Regions from separate parts of the Callithrix jacchus genome. Here region 2 is linked to region 1. A link is a contact called in public Hi-C data. All regions are on one chromosome and are shown on one strand. The core of a region is the stretch at or near the end of the contact, and the rest is flanking DNA. Distances in the headings are between cores, read along the strand shown. Region 1 holds the start of APEX1 (apurinic/apyrimidinic endodeoxyribonuclease 1). Region 2 holds the start of ZNF219 (zinc finger protein 219).

Region 1 (6,758 bases), core at 1,687-4,186:
GGTAGGAAGTTAAAGAAAGCAACAGGAGTTTTAGTGATGTAGGAAGAGACCTTTCACTTTCCTTAAGCATCCTATCTTCCAGGTTTTCAGATACATACTCTTTCCAGCTTCTACATAGGCCGTTCAACTTTCAGAAATGCTCTTCTTCCTACCCAACTCCTACTCAGCCTTCAGGACTCAATGCCAGTGGTATCTACCTCATACTCTTTGGTGATCTTTCTCTGTGACCCTACAGAACTCTATGGATGATGATGTCATTTATTTAACATAATAATTATAGCATTATAATTTTCTATGGTTTGCTCTTTTTTTTAAAAAATATGTATATTTTTTCTTTTAAAGACAGGGTTTCACCACGTTGGCCAGGCTGGTCTTGAACTCCTAACCTCAGGTGATCTACCCGCCTCGGCCTCCAAAAGTGCTGACATTACAGGCGTTGAGCCACCACACCCGGCCTGGTTTGCTCATCTTAATCATGAGTATCTCAAAGCATTGAGTATTTTATTTATCTTTGTATTCCCAGTGCCCAAGTGTCTAGAGGAGTGAATGTTAAATATACATATATATTTCTAATGAGTAATCTGTCACAATATCACCTGTTCAGGGAGGTTTTTCAGATACATGCAAGTCAGTTGCTCTCTCCTATGCATACAAGTGTTTGAAGGATGAGTAGGCAAGATATAATCGCTTACTAAAAATATCAACTAAAAGTTGTAATGTGTTTGGTACTTTCATCTTATCTTTAAGATTTAATGATACATGTATTATTCCTATCTTAAAAACAAAGACTAGGCCCGCGTGGTGGCTCAGCCTGTAATCCCAACACTTTGGGAGGCTGAGTTGGGAGGATCACCTGAAGTCAGGAGCCCAGACCAGGTTGGCCAACATGGTGAAACCTCATCTCCACTAAAAAAATAAAAATTAGCTGGGCATGGTGGCACACACCTGTAGTCCTAGCTACTCGGGAGGCTGGGGTAGAAGAGTCACTTGAACCTGGAAGGCAGAGGTTGCAGTGAGCCGAGATGGTGCCATTGCACTCTAGCCTGGGCGACGGAGCAAGACTCTGTCTCAAAAAAAATTAAAAAATAAGCCGGGTGCAGTGGCTCACGCCTGTAATCCCAGCACTTTGGGAGGTGAGATCACGAGGTCAGGGCAGATCACGAGGTCAGGGGTTCAAGACCAGCCTAACCAACATGATGAAACCCAGTCTCTACTTAAAAATACAAAGATTAGCCGGGCATGGTGGTGCACTCTTGTAATCCCAGCTACTTGGGAGGCTGAGGCAGGAGAATTGCTTGAATTCGGAAGCCGGAGGTTGTGGTGAGCCGAGAGCGCGCCATTGCACTCCAGCCTGGGCGACTCAGTGAGATTCCATCTCAAAATAAAATACAATTAAATTAAAATTAAAAATAAAAATAAAGACCAAATGTCCAGAACATATTTAATATGAATATTACAAAGCCAGCCAGTTCTGTCTGGCATGTAAGCTGGGAGTCTTTTCCACTCTTCTCTCTCCCCATCCTATTTTTTTTAAAGCATTTTTTTTTTTTAACAGGAGTGTATATTCGGGCCGGGCGCGGTGGCCTAAGCCTGTAATCCCAGCACTTTGGGAGGCCGAGACGGGTGGATCATGAGGTGAAGAGATCGAGACCATCTTGGTCAACATGGTGAAACCCCGTCTCTACCAAAAATACAAAAAAATTTAGCTGGGCATGGTGGCGTGTGCCTGTAATCCCAGCTACGTGGAAGGCTGAGGCAGGAGAATTGCTTGAACCCGGGAGCCGGAGGTTGCAGTGAGCCGAGATGGCGCCATTGCACTCCAGCCTGGGTAACAAGAGCGAAACTGCGTCTGAAAAAAAAAAAAAAAAAAAAAAAAAGGAGTGTATATTCAGGGCAACTGGAATCTATATTCCTACTAAGCATTTTTTAAACAGAATGTTTCGAATCCATCTCTATTACACTGTTTATCATGCTGAAGAATAAACATCTATTTATATATCTGATTCCACAACAAAATCATAACATCTATTTCTAAACGCTTAGCACATAAAATGCGCTCAATAAAAGGTAAACTAACTTCTCAGATCCACCTCCAAGTGCCTATACCTCTTCTAGCTATCAGCCCTGTGATGTCAATAAAGTCACATAATTTCCCTGAGACTCGGATCAAAAGCTGTAAGAACGGACAATGCACCCAAGGCCCCACTTAACTAGTATTTAGGAAGATGGAAGACTAATTCCGTGCGGGGAAGTGCGCGGAAAACTCTCAAGTCCCTTACTAACCCACCTGTGCCCGGAGGCGTGACATAAGTCCGCCGCGGGTTCGCCAGCACCTTGCCATCCCGCACCACTCCCACGCCAATCTTATTGGCGCTGCCTTCAAAACCGAGCACCGCCGGCATGGCGAAGCCGGGGAGAAAACGCCGACAGGACTCCTAGCAACCTAAGAAGTGGAGGTCCTTCCAAGTCCGCGCTGTGCCGCAGCTTTCCGGGGCACAGAAGAAGAAGGCGAGACTGCAGATAGCACTGCGAGAGACACCACAGAACTCCCGCGAGCGGAGACCCGTCAAGGCCCCTCCAGGGACCTGTCTTCCTAACTGCCAGGGACGCCGAGCCGCCTCTGTGCTTTACATTCCTATCAGTTTTTCTATCCCTTTCCTATGGTCCAGCCCAGCCTTCGCTATTGTTTTTTTCCCCTCTTGCACAGCATTAGGATCTTAAGCCACATTCAGAGAATGTGCCGTGCATCTGGCACAACAATAAACACCCCGAAGGAGGGTTGGGGCCTTAAGTCTCCTGGGGAGAAGGGAGGCTAGGCCAAGTGTCTCCATTACGTGGTACCAGACAGACCAATCACGCACATTCTTCTGCCACGTGACTGGAGTCTCGGATCACGTGACCAGATCCGCTACCCACGTGGGGGCACAGCGTGCACCGTTCTTTGTGCTCGGGTTAGGAGGAGCTGTGCTGCGTTCTGACCAGTGCAGGCAGATACGGGGTTACTCTTCTGCTCGTAAGAGGGGCTTCGCTGGCAGTCTGAACGGCAAGCTTGAGTCAGGATCCTTAATTAAGATCCTCAGCTGGAGGGCAGATCTCGCCAGTAGGGTAAAAGGCACTATGAAATGATCTTGTTAGTGGGTGAGGGGCTGAAGGGCATATGATGCACGGAGGCTGGGAAAGGATTGAGACATAACATGGTTTGAAAAGCGGGGACCTGGTGCGGGGACGCTTTAGGGGAGGAGTCTTCTCCCCAGGTTTAGCTGATTTCATTTATTTGCGTCTGTAGGCAACGCGGTAAAAATACTCCTTCGGTGGGCGACACGGTACAGGTGCCTCCGAAGGGCGTTCGTTACGGGAATGCCGAAGCGTGGGAAAAAGGGAGCGGTGGCAGAAGACGGGGAAGAGCTCAAGACGGGTAAGAGAATGAAATAAGCCCCTCTTCCTAGAAGCTGCGGCGGGAATTTCCTTGATAACGGTAACTACAGGCCGCTCATTTTTTAAGGGGTTTGTGAAGAAGTAGCGGTAACATCACACTTTTGTTGGGTTTATAGTTAACGCCGGATCGAGGTTGGAAACTACCAACTTTTTGTCACTATGTATTACTCATTTTATAGAGCCAGAGGCCAAGAAGAGTAAGACGGCCGCAAAGAAAAACGACAAAGAGGCAGCAGGAGAGGGCCCAGCCCTGTATGAGGACCCCCCAGATCAGAAAACCTCACCCAGTGGCAAACCTGCCACACTCAAGATCTGCTCTTGGAATGTGGATGGGCTTCGAGCCTGGATTAAGAAGAAAGGATTAGATGTAAGTGGAATTTAAGGAGGGGAAGAGAGTATTTTTTCCTTTTTTTAAATATCATTTTCTACTTTGGTAGAGATATTCTTTAGTATTGAATGATCTTAGGGGTTTAGTCACCCCTTTTTTCCGTTTAGCCTTCAGGCTGTTTTGTTTTTCTCCTGCCCAGGAGAGCTTTATGTGGGGCTTCCCCACATTTTGCCAGTCGTGTTTCTAAATGTCCGTTTCTTCACTTCCATTGCCATTTTCGTTTAATGTTCTCTCCTCTTCCCAGACTGTTGCAAAAACCTTTTTTCTATACTTCCTCCATTTTATCTTCAGCATGTCCTCCATTCCATTAACTATAGCTTAAAATCTTAGCTTGCCATCCACTGCCTATGGAAAAAACACAATCTCCTTAGTAGAGCGTGTAATACTTTATCTTCCTCTATTAGTTTTTATTTATATAGCTTATAATTGTTTAAATGTTGTACTACTTGAACTCATTAGGCCAAGGGACTGTTTAACCTGTGCATATCTATGACTTAGCACATATTCAGTAAATGTTCTGCTGAATTGATGTTTTCCACCTTTTCACTTATAGTGGGTAAAGGAAGAAGCCCCAGATATACTGTGCCTTCAAGAGACCAAATGTTCAGAGAACAAACTACCAGCTGAACTTCAAGAGCTGCCTGGACTCCCTCATCAATACTGGTCAGCTCCCTCCGATAAGGAAGGGTACAGTGGCGTGGGCCTACTTTCCCGCCAGTGCCCACTCAAAGTTTCTTATGGCATAGGTGAGACCCTGTTAATCCCTAATGCCTGAGCTCTTCAAAACCAATAGCTAATTCTCCATCTCTGCCCCACCTCTTGATTGCTTTCTCTTTTCTTGTGGTTTTTTTATGCTAATTCTGTTTCATCATTTCTGTAGGTGAGGAGGAGCATGATCAGGAAGGCCGGGTGATTGTGGCTGAATTTGACTCGTTTGTGCTGGTAACAGCGTATGTACCTAACGCAGGCCGGGGTCTGGTACGACTGGAGTACCGGCAGCGCTGGGATGAAGCCTTTCGCAAGTTCCTGAAGGGCTTGGCTTCCCGAAAGCCCCTTGTGCTGTGTGGAGACCTCAATGTAGCCCATGAAGAAATTGACCTTCGCAACCCCAAGGGAAACAAAAAGAATGCTGGCTTCACGCCACAAGAGCGCCAAGGCTTTGGGGAATTACTGCAGGCTGTGCCACTGGCTGACAGCTTTAGGCACCTATACCCCAACACAGCCTATGCCTATACCTTTTGGACTTACATGATGAATGCTCGATCCAAGAATGTTGGTTGGCGCCTTGATTATTTTTTGTTGTCCCACTCTCTGTTACCTGCATTGTGTGACAGCAAGATCCGTTCCAAGGCTCTCGGCAGTGATCACTGTCCTATCACCCTATACCTAGCACTGTGACACCACCCCTAAATCACTTGGAGCCTGGGAAATAATCCCCCTAAACTACCATTCCTTCTTTAAACACTCTGAAGAGAAATCTGCATTGTATTTCTCATCTATAAAAATAGGAATCCTCCAGCCAGGCTCCCGCAGCAGACTTAGATTTCTTTTAAGCTCAAGATTTTTTTGAGGGTTTCTTTAAAAAAAAAAAAAAAAATTGAACAAAGGCTACTAGTAACTTTGTTTGAATTATCCACATGAAAATAAAAAGCCATAGTTTCATCCTTGCTGTCTTTGTGTCTTACCCCTTCGTGGGGCTACACATTCCCTTTCTCCTTATATTTTCATGCATACAAGTTAACAACTGAAAAAGGGTAGAGTCATGACCTTATTTATTTACAAGCACAGGATAAGTCCCTAACCTCCCCAAAGACAGAGCAACCCTACCCAGCCCAGTTAAAATACTGCAACTGGGGGGTAAAAAAGGTTGGAAGGAGGAATTAGGGAAAATTCAGGAATAGGGGAACGTATCCCACATCAAATAGTTATATATACATCAGTTCCTGTGGTTCTGTACAGAGCAGCGGCTGACCCCACCCCCACAGGACACAATGTGGGGAGAGGAGACTGAGGGTTTTGAGGCCAGAGCCAACCCCTGGTGAAGTGCAATAGCAGCAGCAAAGTCCCAATGGTGCACAAGAAGGAGGGGAACCCCCAGGGCTACCCACCCCCACCCTGCCCTGGAATGTATAAGGGACAGGAATGGCTCTCAGGGAGCACACAGGAAGGACAAGGCTGGAACCGTCTTTAGGACCCAGTTTTAAGGGCAACATCTGCCTACTTCACCCTAGACACAGCAACCCTTGGAGGAAAGCAGATGGTCAGCAGTGGTCTTACCTGCCCCTCCAAACCTAAGTGAGGGCCTGGTTCCTTCCTACCTCTCCCCAGGGAAAAGAAAGGCAGCTGCTTGGCTTCCTTATAGAAGCCCAGGGAGCCTTTTACTACCCCAGCTCCCTTTGTAGTGTCACTGTCCCCACCAGGGAGGGGCCAAGCACAGTCTTGTGGGTCATCAGGCTCAGGAGAAGTTCTGGACAGGGTGGCTGACCTTCATACAGGCCCAATAAAGGGCCCGGCCCAAACACAGCACAGCCAACAGGATGACAAATGCCCAGGCGGCATAGATGCCTCCATATCGCCGTGCATGCTTCCATGTGCCAAACTGATGAAGATACGGAGGGAGAAGAAAAGAAAGACGGGGTTAATGTTGGTCTCCACTACCTCCTATTAGTCCTAAGAACATAGTAACTTGGGCTTCAGTCCTTGTTTCCTATCCACATGTAGCCACCTTAAAGGTAGTTGTTCAGCTCCCTTCCCTTAGGCAATAACATACTCATCCCATCCCACACTTACCTGTCAGTTTTTCTTAATATCTGACAAGAGAGCCAGGTTTGCAAATAGCAACTTTTACATTAAGCACTTCTCCACTGTCCTATCCTCATCCTACAGAGAGAGGATGGCTGTTTTTCACTCTTTTAGTAATAATAAAGACTTTTAT
Region 2 (7,740 bases), core at 3,769-6,268, 430 kb after region 1:
AACAACTCTTCACAGTCATATCGTTAGCCCCCTTTTATCAGTGAACAAACTGAGGTTCAAATAGGTAGAAAAATGTATCTAATAGGCCACACATAGTGGCTCACACCTGTAATCCCAGCAGTTTGGGAGGCCAGGGAAGGGGTATCTCTTGAGCCTACGAGTTTGAGACCAGCTCAGGCAACATGGTGAGACCCTGTCTCTACAAAAAATTTAAAAATTAGCTAGACCCAGTGGCATGTGCCTGTCATCCCAGCTACTTGGGAGGCTGAGGCAGGATGATTATTTGAGCCCAGAAGATGGAGGCTACAGTGAGCCATGATCATGGTACTGCATTCCAGCCTGGGCAACAGTGAGCCCCTGTCTCAATATAATAATAATAATAATAATAATAATAATAGGCTGGGTATGGTGGCTCATGCCTGTAATCCCAACAGTTTGGAAGGCCAAGGCAGGTGAATCACTGGAGGTTGGTAGTTCAAGACCAGCCTGACCAACATGGAGAAACCCCATCTCTACCAAAAATACAAAATTAGCCAGGCATAGTAGCACATGCCTGTAATCCCAGCTACCTGGAGGGCTGAAGAATTGCCTGAACCCAGGAGGCAAAGGTTGCGGTGAGCCAAGATCAAGCCATTACATTCCAGCCTGGGCAACAAGAGTGAAACTCCATCTCTAATAATAATAATAATGGATCAAAGATCACACAGATGGAAAAGCAGCAGAGCTAAGATTTCAGTCCAGGTCTGTCTGGCACCTTCTCTCTCAAAAATATTAATTGTTGCAATAGTATTCTTTCCAAGACTCACTATTTGAGGACCATCTATATATATATATATACATATATATCTATATATATGTATGTCCAGCTGCAGGTTATCATTGAATCAAAAACAATTCCCACTATAAACAGGACCCCCCCATCCACTTAGTGTTCAATTCACAGTAAAACCTTCAAGAAAGGGAAGGGAGACTGTCCAGAAAGTAAGAGGCAAGAAAGCCACTGGAATTCAACCTTACCTGTTCTGGGGGCAAAGCTGCAAATAGTAATGACAGGGGACCAATCCAGACAAAAAGTAGGGTCTCTCGGGAAGGACAATTAATGTGAGGGGGAAGCCAAAGAAAGGAGTAAGATTATATGGAAATGAGGAGAAATTGAGGTCCAGAGTGATAGTGTCCCTGAGGATTAGGTTAAGTGAAACCAGAAGAGGAACCCAGGATGGGCAGAAATGGGGGTAATGAGAAATGGGAACACAGTGGGGTCAGGCTAGATGTCTTGTGGAATGAATTGAGGCTGGTATATACCCAGGGCCACTCCCTAGATCCTTAGGCCTTTATAGAAACCTTTGCCCCACCACACCCCATCCCTGACAGCCTTTCTCTGCCAGGACAAGTTTGTCGTCTGCTCTGAGCTATCAAGCCCCTCAGAAGTCCTAGGACCCAGCTGGGTCCCATCCCTTTGGAGTAGCTGCTTCAGACTAGGTAGGTGTGAGGCCCTGGACCTCAAATCCCTGGATATTGGGAGTGGGCAGAGGTGTAGCTGAAAGATACGTTGTTGCATGTCCTGTCTCCTAATACACAGAACCCATAATGCATTTTTCCCAGCCTAGGAAGCACCTATTCTTGTGGGTAAAGGAGCCATGGAAGATAGAGCTGGTCAGCAAGAGCAGGAGAGACACAGCCTTCGTCTGGAAAAACTACAACACTGGGCAAGACACAGGCAGAGTGGGCACCTCTTGGTGCTGGCGGTGAGGCCAGGCTACCCCATCCCAGGTCTCAGCATGCCCACTTGTACCCAATTCAGTTCCGTCCATTTATCCATCCATGTTGAGTGAGCACCTACCATGTGCCAGAAAATGTGCTAGGTTCTGAATGGGAGGAGGGTGGAGAAAACATAGAAATAAACAAGGCAAGACCCTTAATCTCCAAGTAGCTTCCATCTTGTGGGGAAAACATACAGGTAAGTAACTAAACTACAATATGAGGCAGAAAAAATTGAATGATACTTAATTTTTAATGATCACTTCCTTCATTGCTCTGGGTTGACTGCTTTACTCCACCCTGCGTAAAATCCTATTTGTTGATCTCTAAAGAGGAGTTTTGAGAAGGGAAGGGAATCCCTGACAGTTCCTCCTCAAGTACCTTCCCCTGACCCCCAGGTGAGCCAGCTATGGTTGGCAGTGGTTGTGGTGCCCTTTGCCCTCTCAGTCGCCTGCCTGAACTCTGATTGTCACACGGCTGCAGCGCTACCTCTTGGGCCTGGAGTCTCAGTAAGAACCACCACAAGGGAGGGTGGAAGGAAAGTCCCAGGGCCCCTTCCTAACAGAACCAGAGCCCAACACTTGCCCTTCTCACCATTCAGGGTCTCCTCACTGGGATTGTCACCCTTGAGCTTCGCAGAGCACCCCGCCTCTGGAAGGTGAGAGGGAAGAGAATACGGTACTGTGCTCCCACTCCCTAAAACAGACACCTACAGCCCTCAGCCTAGGAAGTAAGTGGCTAAGTGTTGACTTGGCCTCTCAACTGTCACCATTGACTGGCCTCAATGACTAAGGAGGGAAAGCAAAAAAGTTAGAGGGCTTTTGGATCTGTTTGGAGGCTTAGAAGCAAGAGGTGAGTTTTGTCTTCAGCTAGGCTGCAAGTGGGGATTGAGGTTGGAATGAGTCCCTGAGGCTGGGCAGGACTGAGCTGGCTCACTGGCAGGTGCAGGCCATGATGATATTCAACACCTTCAACTTGATCTTGGGTTTCATCGTGGTGGTAGTCGAGGTGATGAAGACAGCCTTGGGGCCTGCCCCAACCGCCCCCTCCAAGGTACTGGCAAATGAAGGGGAGGTTCGAAGATGAGGAGACAAGAGGTGGAGAGCGAAAAGGGCAGGGGCAAACAAGTGCGGGATCCCTGCATTCTCAGCCCTGTCTACCTGCAGCAGGCTGGTTTGCTGGTGCTGGAGCTCAGTACTGAGGCCTTCACCCTAGGGGGAGTGCTGGTCTCAGTGCACGCCCTATTCTTGCTGAGCCAGAGGAAACCGGGATGCTGCAGGAGCCAGAGTCTACACTATCAGGAGCTGCAGGAGGTATGGGGGCAGGGAGGAAAGAATGAATAGCTAGCTGCCAACTAATTTTTCCACTGGCTATCCTGGTCAGTGGCACTTAAGGGAAAACGATGGGGCAGGAGGTCCTAGAAAAGAAGAGGTCCTAGAATGAAACTGATTGGCTTTCGCTAGCTTTGGACATTTCTCCCCTAATGGTGGGTAAGAGGGAATTGGGAATCCAAATGATTGAAGTTAAAAGAGTGGGAAAGCATTAGGAAGCTGCCTAAATATTGAAAGGACTATGGGAAACAGGATAAAAAATTGGGCGGGAGAAAGCAGTTTCTTCTGTCTGGAGTTTCTTCTTTCTCACCTCTACAATTTGCTCACACCGGTCTCTGGTTTTCAGGGCTTCTCTGAGTTGGAAGAGGTTCCTGGTTTGGAGAATGGTCCCACGGTGGCCAACACAGGAGCAAATGAGAGGGCGGGACAGCAGGAGCAGACACCTGTTGCTCTCCTTCCACCCTGAGAGAATGCTCTCCAGACATTCCTGCATCCCACCCCACCAAACTCAGAAGTTAGCTGGGATCCCTTGAATCCAATATGAAGTCCGGGAGTGCCTTCAGTTTTCACTCAGAGCAGGCCCCTTTTTCGTTCCTTCCCTGTTAGGGGAAGATATACCTGGACGTTCGAATATATCCTCACCTCACCACCCTGAAAAGCTGTTTTCTCCCTTCCATCCATATCCTCCCTCCCCGTCACCTCCCTACGGAGCTTCACATCTGCCTCAACTCACTCTTCTCTTCGGTCCACCTTTTATAATCCCATCCACTCCAAACCCCGGACCCTGCACCAACGCCAACTCCTTGAATCCAATTCAGGAGTGTTCCAGTTCCCCTTTCGATCCAACTCCTTTCTACTGCTGCGGAGACTACAAGTCCCAGGATGCCCTGCTGTCCCGTGACCGGCTAGGAAATAAAAAGCCTTCCCTTCGCGGTGGGGGCGCTGTGGATGTGCTGAGTGACGCGAGGCGGGGAAGTCTGGGCCTAGCCTAGCGCTTTCTCGGACGCGACCACTGGCCTCGCGTTCGGGGAGGAGCCGGGCGGGCGGTCCTGCACTGGCGTGCCGCTCCCCCAGCCGCGGCAACTGACAGCTGGCTCTGTGTCGCCAGTCCTGCGCAGGCAGCTTCACAGACTGGCGAGGGCTCGGAGTTGGCGCTTGGCAGAGCTGAGGCTTCCCAGATGCTGTCGCCGCACCCCCTCGCAGGAGGGCGCAGGTCCGAAGTCCTGAGACTTGGAGCGCGCGCGAGAAAGGGGTTGGAGATGATGAGTCAGAAACGCAGGGCGTTTCTCGTCCCTTCCCCTGGGGCCTGGGCGCCGAAGGAGTAACAGGCTCGCTGGGCAGGCGGATAGATAGGGTAGGCAGAAGGAGGGACGACGCTGCGACCCGCATCTGTCCCTACCGCTTTCCCGCCTGTTGCGAGCACGCCGGTGTAACGAGCCCGCGCAGTCGCCACCCTTTTTCTCCAGCGGGGGAGCGGGACTGCGCAGGCTCGGCGTCTGGTCTGGCCTGCCGACCTTTGATCCCGGCTGCTATCGGGTTGCTGAACTTCTGGCTGCGTTCAACCCCCACCGTTTGTGACCTTTGCAAGTGTGCAAAGATAACAGGCTCGCGTGGGCTTGGGAAAAGCCCAGGAGAACTGGGAGTCCCAGTAGCAGCAGCAGCTGGGCAGCTTACTAGCCGCTAGAAACTAGAAATTGATCAGAACTGGAGTACCAAGAGAACTCACCCCAAATTCACATAGTGCCCGGGATGGCTGTTCGCCTCATTCTCATTTTTGTTCCCACTTGAGAAGGCTTCTTTCCCTAGAGAATGTTGCTTCTCCTGGCCCAGACAGGCCCAGGCACCAGTGAGTACAGAGCGCAGCCTGGCTGTCTTGCCTTGGCATTGCAGTGGCGCCTGCTGCAGCTCCTCTGTGACAGCTTGGAAGAGTGGTAATAATCTTCCTATGACAAGGTTAAGTGTGAGTACTAGTGGGTGGGGACAGTTCTGGGATCAGAATCTGGAATGGAGAAAAGATCTAGGCCTTCTGCATTTCTACCTCTCCCCCAGTCTAATTGCCAGTGTAATGGAGAGCTCATGTGTGCAGGGCTGAGAAAAGAATAATTTTTTTTTTTTGAGTTGGAGTTTTGCTGTTGTTACCCAGACTGGAGTGCAATGGCACGATCTCAGTTCACCGCAACCTCCACCTTCTAGGTTCAAGCAATTCTCCTGCCTCAGCCTCCCCAGTAGCTGGGATTACAGGCGCGCACCACCATGCCCAGCTAATTTTTGTATTTTTAGTAGAGACGGGGGTTTCACCTTGTTGACCAGGATGGTCTCGATCTCTTGACCTCGTGATCCACCCGCCTCAGCCTCCCAAAGTGCTAGGATTATAGGCGTGAGCCACCGCGCCCAGCTAAGAATAATTTTTTTGAAAGTCAGAAGGTGGTAGATGAGGAAGCTGAGGGAAGAAAATTAACAATTTGCTCTGTTTTCCAGGTTTTAGTGATGTGATCAGATTAGATATTGCATTCTAGTTCCTAGACAAGCTTGATGGCTATGGAAATTAACCTGCATCAGTCAGCTTAGGCTAGGCTGTGGTAAATGCCAAAACCACAGTGGCTTAAAACCACACAGGTTTATTTCTCATGCCAGTGTCCGAAGTAGGCTGGCAAGGGGTTCTGCTCATTGCAAGTGTTTTAGGTACCCAAGTTCATGGAGCGCCACCATTTTGAGATCCTGCCCTGTTACTAGGAGGGTTAAGGTTATGCCTGGTCAGAATGTGAAGTAAGCATGAAGGACTCTTCTTAGACTCTTAAATGCTACCCTGAAGGGATACATTCATGTCACTTCCACTCATTCAGTGGCCAAACCAAGTCATATAGCCACACCCAACTTAAGGAAAGCCAGAAAGGCAATGCCTGCAAGGAGAGGGGAAGCAGAATTACTCATTAAAAGAAACAGTTAGCTGGGTTTGGTGGTTCATGCCTATAATCTCAGCACTTTGGGAGGCCGAGGTGGGTGGATCACCTGAGGTCAGGAGTTCGAGACCAGCCTGGGCAACATGGTGGCCGTCTCTACTAAAAAAAAAATTAGGAGAGCATGGTGGCAGGTGCCTGTAATCCCAGCTACTTGGGAACGTGAGACAGGAGAATTGCTTGAACCTGTCCGCCGTGAGGCGGAGGTTACAGTGAGCCAAGATCACACCGCTGAACTCCAGCCTGGGAGACAAAGCAAGTCTCCAGGGGGGAAAAAAAAGAGAAAGAAACAGAGTTAATCATTTGTGATGATTTTTGAACAGCTTAGCAGTTGAAATTTATCTGTTCCAGCAGTTATGCCCATATCTACTTTTTTGGTTTGGTTTCATGAACCCCTAAGTGAAGTTCTTACTAGAAATTTTTCCTCAAAAACATAATAGGACTGGGAATCAGGAAACCTAGATTCCAATTCTGTTGCTTGGGCAAGTCAAACCTTTCTGAACTACCTTTTGTTCCCTTGGTGGTTATAGTAGTAATATTTATTCTCTCTACCTTACTAGAGTATCAAGGCTAAAATAAAATTACACAAGGTAAAGTACTTTAAAACTATAAACCACTTAAGGTGTTGAATATAAATTGCCTGCAGAAGTGGTTTAAATGATAATTTCTTAAAATTCAAGAGCCAGATTCAGCTATAGTCCTTCAATCATCAGTCGGCATTAGACAAACAGAAGTAATTAAAGTTTTGGATATATGATACAGTTTAGGTAGATCTTGCAAAGTCCAAGAGTCTTAGATTAAACATTAAATTCTTAAAACCTTTCTGATAAAACTTTTCATCATAGCCTCTAGGGCACTGGTTCTGAGAGAAGGCTCATTTTGTTTCTCAGAGGATATTTTGCAATGTCTGGAGACTATTTGTTAGTCACAACTGAGGAGTGGGGGAGGTGGAAATATGTAACAATGGAAGGCGCATTAAATGAAGTCAGATTTGGGATTTAGTTCCAGTGCCACTAATGCTGCTTTCCTGTGCGTTATCCTCTGCCAGTTGCAAGCAAAGACTGTTTGAGACTTGTCCTGTGTTCCTCATTATTCCCCCTCCACACTGCCTATTGCCAGAGTCCCGGGCTGCTCCGTGACAGTGTTCTGCTTTGCTGCGGTGATTCCCAGCAACCACTGTATCTGCCTCTTTCTTCATCAGTTTGGCAGCCTCTGTGGAGGTCACTCATTTTACTTGAATGGGATCTTCACAGAAAGAAGAAACTGACAAGGTTTCCGCTGACGTCAGTGTTCAAAGGCCGTGACCCCTGTCTCTTCTTTTAAATGTTAGAGAAATTCAGTTCATGATATGTGGCTTCATATGCAGCTGTGGCACATTGGTGGTTGGGAAATTATCCATGCAAATAAATTTGACCCTCATTTCTTTGAAATTCTGTTATTTATTCTGGCTTTTAACACATGATTATAGATGACTGACGATATTTCACAAATGAACTCTTCAGTTTCTGAATCTGCTTTTTGGCAAGATGGCTCAGGTTTTGTGCCCGGGGCTGTGTCCTCTGCTGCCATCTCGTGGTCTCTTGGCTGTCAGGTCAAGGTCTCACAAAGCACCTTTCCTAAGGTAATGGCGTTGGGCAGTGGCTTAGTTGGCTTAGGGTGGCGACAGCGCGGGCCCATTACGCTCCTCTCGTTGG

The links. A called contact is a pair of places that touch in the nucleus more often than the background predicts.
Region 2: a Hi-C map of skeletal muscle shows a contact between it and region 1, with 3 times the contacts expected there. The contact joins the promoter of ZNF219 here to the promoter of APEX1 in region 1. A contact is called at or near these places in 2 of 3 Hi-C or Micro-C datasets (both in skeletal muscle).

The regions. Positions count from the first base shown.
Region 1 is chr8:55,177,947-55,184,704 of calJac240_pri, forward strand. It overlaps APEX1 (apurinic/apyrimidinic endodeoxyribonuclease 1), which reads left to right and starts at 2,937. Exons shown (of 5, transcript XM_078334447.1): 1 at 2,937-3,013; 2 at 3,287-3,415; 3 at 3,615-3,802; 4 at 4,377-4,569; 5 at 4,704-5,485. The coding sequence starts at 3,358. The coding sequence ends at 5,221. It overlaps OSGEP (O-sialoglycoprotein endopeptidase), which reads right to left and starts at 2,542. Exons shown (of 11, transcript XM_002753708.7): 1 at 2,288-2,542. The coding sequence starts at 2,402. It overlaps PIP4P1 (phosphatidylinositol-4,5-bisphosphate 4-phosphatase 1), which reads right to left. Exons shown (of 7, transcript XM_002753716.6): 7 at 5,579-6,422. The coding sequence ends at 6,279.
Region 2 is chr8:55,605,236-55,612,975 of calJac240_pri, forward strand. ZNF219 (zinc finger protein 219) reads right to left here and starts at 5,019. Exons shown (of 6, transcript XM_078334479.1): 1 at 4,816-5,019. TMEM253 (transmembrane protein 253) reads left to right here and starts at 1,361. Exons shown (of 6, transcript XM_054239789.2): 1 at 1,361-1,479; 2 at 1,603-1,745; 3 at 2,157-2,267; 4 at 2,360-2,416; 5 at 2,928-3,071; 6 at 3,436-7,476. The coding sequence starts at 1,638. The coding sequence ends at 3,555. It also overlaps the pseudogene LOC128928789.